2 separate regions of the Macaca mulatta genome follow, and region 2 is linked to region 1. A link is a contact called in public Hi-C data. All regions are on one chromosome and are shown on one strand. Each heading gives the region's core, a stretch centred on a gene start, on an enhancer-like site or on the middle of the called end of the contact. The rest is flanking DNA. Distances are from core to core; before and after follow the strand shown. Region 1 holds the start of SDHAF2 (succinate dehydrogenase complex assembly factor 2). Region 2 holds the start of TKFC (triokinase and FMN cyclase).

Region 1 (3,546 bases), core at 696-3,195:
TCCTGGCCTTAAGCAATCTTCCCATCTCAACCTCTGGAGCAGCTGAGATTACAGTCAAGAGTCACCGTGCCCAGCTCTAGATAAATTTCTGTATAATGTTCCCTGGTACAATAAAAACAAATCCAACTGAGGGTCTGTGCATGAGTCTATATCTGTCATCTAAATGGTGTGTCTAACGTCTTTACCCTTTTATTCCCTCTAGAAAGACTAAAGTTAATCAATACAATTTATTATACCAAAATGCCTGTGGACTTCTCATGACTGGAGTCAAACTACTTATTTTTTTTTTGAGACGGAGTCTCGCTCTGTCACCCAGGCTGGAGTGCAGTGGCCGGATCTCAGCTCACTGCAAGCTCCTCCTCTCGGGTTCACGCCATTCTCCTGCCTCAGCCTCCCGAGTAGCTGGGACTACAGGCACCCGCCACTTCGCCCGGCTAGTTTTTTGTATTTTTTAGTAGAGACGGGGTTTCACCGTATTAGCCAGGATGGTCTCGATCTCCTGACCTCATGATCCGCCCATCTCGGCCTCCCAAAGTGCTGGGATTACAGGCTTGAGCCACCGCGCCCGGGCCAAACTACTTATAAAAGCAAGTAAAACTTAATTGGAATGGAGTTGAAACTAAATGTTAAAGTTATCTTTTCTACTTTGTCTTTGCACTGTTTCGGTGGAGGGGACTATACTTCTCCAGCTGCAGGCTGAGAATGTAAAGGAACAGGTATCAACACTGTCCTCATGAATACTGTAGCAAATGTACTTTTGATTTTTAAGTGTGGTTAGTCTGATATCCAACTTTGGCTTCCTGGGGAGTAAATTCTACAGGTTGATTCACCATTCTATTACACTTGTTTTTTATTTGCTCTTAAATCAAAGCCTTTAAAATTAAGCCTGGAGCTTCAAATTAACACAAAGAGGAACGGAGTGTAGTCTTTAAAGTTTCTGCAGGGGAAAAATTTTAGACCGGATAGACGCGTGTTCAAGCCTAGAACTGGTACAGCTTGAAACCACTGCCAGTTTGCTGAAAATGATTCCTCAGATGATCAAGGAAAATCCCAAAGCTCCTGATGACCCCTCACCTGGTTGAACTCCTCATCAGCATATATATCAATCAAGTCCACTCCTTCTGACATGGCTCCGGAAGGAAGATCGCGAGCCCGGAGGATGGACAAAGTAAGGAAGATGCCACTGCGGGATTCGGAAAAATGCAAGAATTAGAAGGCATGAGGGTCCTGGCCTGGGAGGAGGGCAATGGTTGCTAACCTCCCATCTCCAGAGACGCAGCATCCTAGCGGCCCGAGCTCGGCCCCACCCGCTCCGCCCCGCCCCCGGCCTCGCGCCGCCCCCCGCTCTCCCAGGCCGCCGGGGGTCGCTGCCCATCACCCTCGGGCCCGACCCGGGTAGCGCCGCGTCGGCGCCGCAGCTGCCTATGGCGCGACGGAAAAGTCCCACCTTCGGCTCCTAGGGGCCCTAGGACCGCGTTGCGAAGAAAGACCGCGGCGAAGCCCGCATCCCCTGTCCGTCGCACCTGCCTAGGCCCCAAAGCAGCTCCGGCCAGGGCCCCCGGGTGTCAAGCTACTCCAGCCGCCTCTGCTCCCCACCCAGGCCTACTCTTCGCCCCCAGCTAGGCCCGCCCCGCTCCCTCCCCACACACCCGGCCCGGCGCTCTCTCTGCCCCCTCCCTCAAAGGCCCGCGCCTCCCTCCGCCCGCAGACTCCGGCCGTCCCATCTCAACCGACCCCCTCCCCGCCTCAGCGCCGGCCCGGACCCCTCTTCCGGCCCAACCTGCCCCCGGCCGCGCGCCCCCGTTACCGGGAATATGGCGGCGGCAGCGGCGAGTCCGGACTAGGCCCGAAGCGCGCGAACCGCTCTCCGCCCCAGGTCCCGCCCCCCCCGCCGCCGGCGTCACACGCACCGCCACTTCCGGCATACGCAAGGACGCACCTTCCGCTTCAGGTCCTCCGTGGCTGCCGTAGTCGGCTGGCCGTGAGGCTAGGAGTTCCCGGAAGTGCCCGGGCAGCCGGTTTCCGGTGCAGGTGGGGAAAATGGCGGTGTCCACAGTGTTCTCGATTTCATCGCGGGTGAGGAGAGAGAACGTTCTAGCGTCCGGGGCGGGCGGCAGCGCGGATTACACTTTGTCTTCTTCTGTGGTCTCTATCTTGGGGAGCGTTCGTCTGCCCGATAGCCTAGGGCAAGGGCAGGCCCAGGGAGAGGCCGATTCTGCAGCTCAGGAAATAAAGGTCGCTTCCATTCTTTGGTGAGCCTACTGTGTGCCGGTCTGGAAATAACTGCTTAAACGATAAGTCATCGTCCAAGACTCAATTCACCTCTCACCTACGTCGCAGGTGGGGTTAGCCCAACTTCCTCTGGACGCCCCTTCTCCGCGTTCTTTAGTCGTTAATGCCTTTCGTGGTTTCACATAGTATCTTGAGCTCTTTGTTTTGTTTATAACGGACATATAATAATTGAACGTGTTTATGGGAGTACAGTGTAATGTTTTAATACGTGTGTACATTGTATAATCAAATCAGCGTAGTTAGCATGTCCATCACCGCAAATCTCTATCATTTCTTTGTGGTGATAACTTTTCAAGATCTTTTTCTAGCCATCTTGACATACACAGTACAGTGTTACTAGCTGTAGTCACTCTAATATGTAATAGAGCACTGGAACTTATTCTTTTTTCCTATCCTGCTCTTACAAAGTAACGAACTTTGTCTCTATCTTCCCCTCCTACCCCCATCCTTGTCTTTGTTCTTTTTTTTTTTTTTTTTTTTTTTTTTCCTATAGACCCAGGGACTTGATCTTTATTCTGTTTTGATGTAGGTGTTTACACTATAAACTTCCTTCTTAGTACTGCTTTTGTGGCATCTCACAATTTTGTATATGTTGGGTTGTAGTTTGTCTCAGGATGTTTCCTTTTTGTTTGTTTTTTGTTGTTTTCCTTCTTTTTTCTTTTTTTTTTTTTTTTTTGGAGAGACAGGGTCTCACTATGTTGCTCAGGCTGGTCTCAAACTCCTAGCCTCAAGTGATCCTCCCGCCTCAGCTTTCCAAAAAGTTCTGGGATTACTGGCGTGAGCCACCATTCCCGGCGTGTCTCAAGGTATTTTCTAATTTTCCTTTTGATGTCTTCTTTGACTCATTGATTATTCAAGAGTGTGTTGTTTAATTTCCACATATTTGTGAATTTTTCAGCTTTTCTTTTGCCATTGATTTCCAGGTTTTAATAAAATGTCTCTTGTACAGCATATAGTTGAATCTTTTTTTAGAAATTAATTCAGCCATTTCATGTCTTTTGATTGGGGAGTTTATTTTATTTTATTATTATTAAATTTTTGAGACAGAGTCTCGCTCTGTTGCACAGGTTGGAGTGCAGTGGCGTGATCTCAGCTCACTGCAAGCTCTGCCTCCCGGGTTCATGCCATTCTCCTGCCTCAGCCTCCCGAGTAGCTGGGACTACAGGCGCCCGCCACCATGCCCAGCTAATTTTTTGTATTTTTAGTAGAGACTGGGTTTCACCGTGTTAGCCGGGATGGTTTCGATCTCCGGAC
Region 2 (3,546 bases), core at 375-2,874, 92 kb before region 1:
GCCGAAGCCCCTCGGCAGTGACCACATAAATCTCTAATCTCGTGTTTTTGGCAATCAACAGGTTTAAGTCTTCGGCTGAAGTAAAGTGTCCTGAAAGAACAGACCGTCTAACTTTTGAACTCAGGGGAAGGGCCTCCCATCCCTTCAAAATAATCCTATAACTTATGCCTAAATACCTCCAAAATTCTCATTTACTTCACATACTTCTCCAACTCCCTCCAGGTACTACTCCCCTTCTTATCATACCCGGCACCTCAAAGAGTCTCAGTTCATGCATTCAACAAAGCTACTTTCCTAATCAGACTAAGAAAACTGGACTGGACCTAAGAGCCGTGTGTCCTCCAACTGACAATGACTTCGTAATCCCTTCTCATGGCTCTCGTCCCTCAAATTTTACTGTTCCTATTACAGTTACAGTGGCAGGCTCTAATTGAGAATGCCGGAGAAAGTGTTCATTTCTTCCAGTGTTCATCTAAAGTCTCACAAAACTTTTATCTGACAGACCAAGTCAAATGAAAAGTCCCCGAGCTTTACACGAAAACACTGTTTTGTCCACACTCCCTGCCCTCCTGGTAGTCTACCAATACCCCCATCCACACTCAGCTACCTCCAACTCTGAAAAACAGCTTTGTTTTGGAATCGTGATTAGGGTGTATATAAACATGCAAGCTTGGGGTCGGCATATTCAGCTGAGAATGTGGGTTAAGAGGACTCTTCCCGGGTTCTGGACTTCGGTGTCCTTAACAGTCCAAGCGCATCGTCAATAAGGAAAACCCAGCACTGGGCCAGGCAAACCAAACCCTCTTCTCTAGCACGGCCCTCATGTAAACAACTGCCCCAGGCAAAGGGGTTAGCCTGAAGAGAGCTCCTCTCCCTCTGTAGGATAATGCGGGCATTCCTCACATCCCTCCACCTCCTGGGCCCCCCAGACATCCCCACAGGAAAATCCTGACCCCAAAGTCGCCATTACCACCTCCCCCTTTCCCGGCCACAGGAGGCCAATCTTCCGGGCCAAATAACACCGCACAACCAACTCACACTCCTCTGTCTCACTGGGCCCGCCCTGTCCTCGAGGCCGAGTGACCTCCCCAGGACGAAAGGGGACCCTCGAGAGCGGCTTCCAAGCCCCAAAAAGCGCGTACTGGGACGGCTCTTTCGAGGTCGCGGGGTTGGCGAGGTTCCTCGGCCGCCAGGGCCTTCCATTAGCCGAGCCGACTCCTGCCCGGCCGCCCCGGGGACCGCGGGCCTCCCTAGGCCGCGGCTCCCCCCAGCTCCCTCCCTCGCCGGGGTCTCCGGTCCCGGCAGCCTCACCGGTCACGCAGCCGTTCACGGCGGTGGGCTTCTGGGCCGTTACCACGTAGTTGTACGACATGTCGAGGCTTAGAGCGGCTCGTCGGGACGCGAGCGCGACACTAGAGAGACGGACACAAGCGAAGAGACAGGTGGCCCCCAACAGCGCGCAGCGAACTCCACTGCCGCTGCCTCCGCCCCAGAGACACGTTGCAGGCCAGAGCGGCCGGGGCGCGGGGCATCACGGGACGGCCTCACCTGGCCTCTTGGAGGACTCCCGAAGCCCGAGGCCGCCAACCGAAGGAGGCCCCGCCCCCGGAGGCGCCGCCTCGCCTCTTTCCGCCAGCGCCCGCAGGACCCGGATGAGAGCTCACCACTAGGGGTACCCGGGAAGTCGCGGAGACTTCGGAGGTGGCGGATGTGGCTGTGAGCTGGCGGGGGAGGTGCGCCAGTGTCCTCGGAGCTCGCCCGCGGACTCCCCACCCCGTTCCGCGCCCTTTGCCCTTCCCCGCATCCAGTCCTCTTTCTTCCGTTGCTCCAGGAGCCCTCGGGACTGTTCCTCCTTTTGGAACGGGAAGGACTGCGGAGGCCTAGAGAGGGAAGGGAGACGACCGCTATTCGTGCACATCCCAGACTAGAACCTTGCGTGCCTTCCTTTCACTCTCTCAGTTCCTCCAGATCTAGCTGGTGCCCTCGCCTGACGTTAGAACGACCACCGGCTCACCTCCTCCCTTTTGCGCGTTGATTCTTCAGACTTCGAAAGGCCCACTGGTCTGCTTGCCCAACGTGATTGGTGCCCCTATTACTCTACAAATTCGAACCTCAAACACAAAACCAACATTTCTCCGTAGGGAACCTTAATGAGCCAGGAGGGCAGTCAGCCCTGCAGCCTCCAGGGTGCCCCACATCAAACAGGCTCCCCGGGAACAAGAGGAGAACCACATGGCTTGGCACACTAGCAGAATGCCAGAGAGGAGCCAACCACCATTTTACAGATGGGGAAGCTGAGGCTTAGGGAGAAATTGGTTTACCTAAGACCCTCCGCCCAACCCCAAGTAGGCTGAGGCAGAGCTATGTTGATTCTTCCTATTGTGCACCCACACAGAGGCCAACACGCGGCTGAACCAGGCTGAACTGAGGAAAGCTAGAACGTCATCGTGGTTTACGTCTTGCCCTTGCCACAGCAGAGACTCTGCCTGACTTTGGAGGCACGGAATTATCAGTAGTAAACACACACTCCTGGTAGAAAAGCTAGACATGGATTTAGATCCTGGCTCCTACCTGTATGACCTTGGACAGGTCCCTAGAGCTCTCTGAGTCTGTTTGCCAGAAGTAAAATGGGTCACAAACCTGGCTAGCTCTCCCCATTCCCTGCCCTTTTGGTGCCAAGGACAGTGAGGGCAAGCGTGTGAAGAGCTTTGTTAACTTTTTCACTGCACGTGATGCCCGTGTAAAAGATAGTTATTCTGAGGATCACTGTTCTTTAGTGATGAAGTGGGTGCTGTTCCTGGGCATAAAGGCAGCCCTGTGCTTGACATGGATTGATCTGTCTTCTGGCAGCCAAGTGCAGGCGTGAACCTTGGTCAACCCCACACTCTTCTCCATCCGTAGCCCATGTACTAGAGTTTGGACTTGGACCGAAGTCTGGGGCAGCTCCCTAATTACTAGGGCGCTTAAGCGTGATTGTGCCAGTCGGCTGTGAGTGCCTTCTGCAGCTTGTACCATTACCCACTCCTGCAGGTGCTGCTGCTGCCTCCACTGTACTCAGACCCGGGTAGCACAAGATTGTCCATCCTCCAGCAGTTCAGTGCAACGGTGTGAACTCAGCCTGTTTCAGAGCCTCCCCACCATGGTGAGTCATACAGGGCCGGGGTAGGGGAATGGCAGCATGGTCTCAAAGCAGGATCCCAGCCTTGGGCATGCTAGAGCTTCTTACACCTTGACTGAGAGATGCTGCTGCCTCCTGAGGCTCACAGGTGAAGAGAGAGGGTCCTCTCTCCCAGGGCCTGATCCCTGCTTTTCTTCATTTCCTGGAGGCCACTAGTCCCAGCCAGGCCTGGGGCTGCAGCCTCTTGAGTCCCTTCAGAGCCGTTGTGCCCCCTATCTGGGTCTTGCATTCAAAGTGAAACAGTAATAGTTACCTGCTCTGTAATAGATACTGTACCAGTCACAGAAGGAACCATGAAGAATGATCATGTGACTGTTCCTAACCTTGGGGCTTATGTGGGCCGGTCTGGAGCTGGGATCTACAGTGTG

The links. A called contact is a pair of places that touch in the nucleus more often than the background predicts.
Region 2: a contact with region 1 is called in a Hi-C map of blood, with 6 times the contacts expected there. The contact joins the promoter of TKFC here to the promoter of SDHAF2 in region 1. A contact is called at or near these places in 5 of 14 Hi-C or Micro-C datasets (CD4 T cells, blood, cortical neurons and 2 more).

What each region holds. Positions count from the first base shown.
Region 1 is chr14:12,615,360-12,618,905 of T2T-MMU8v2.0, reverse strand. SDHAF2 (succinate dehydrogenase complex assembly factor 2) reads left to right here and starts at 1,945. Exons shown (of 4, transcript NM_001193692.1): 1 at 1,945-2,076. The coding sequence starts at 2,041. It overlaps CPSF7 (cleavage and polyadenylation specific factor 7), which reads right to left and starts at 1,869. Exons shown (of 9, transcript XM_077962678.1): 1 at 1,808-1,869; 2 at 1,075-1,183.
Region 2 is chr14:12,706,565-12,710,110 of T2T-MMU8v2.0, reverse strand. It overlaps TKFC (triokinase and FMN cyclase), which reads left to right and starts at 1,624. Exons shown (of 18, transcript XM_077962665.1): 1 at 1,624-1,733; 2 at 3,031-3,142. The coding sequence starts at 3,140. DDB1 (damage specific DNA binding protein 1) reads right to left here and starts at 1,509. Exons shown (of 27, transcript XR_013403728.1): 1 at 1,312-1,509; 2 at 1-90.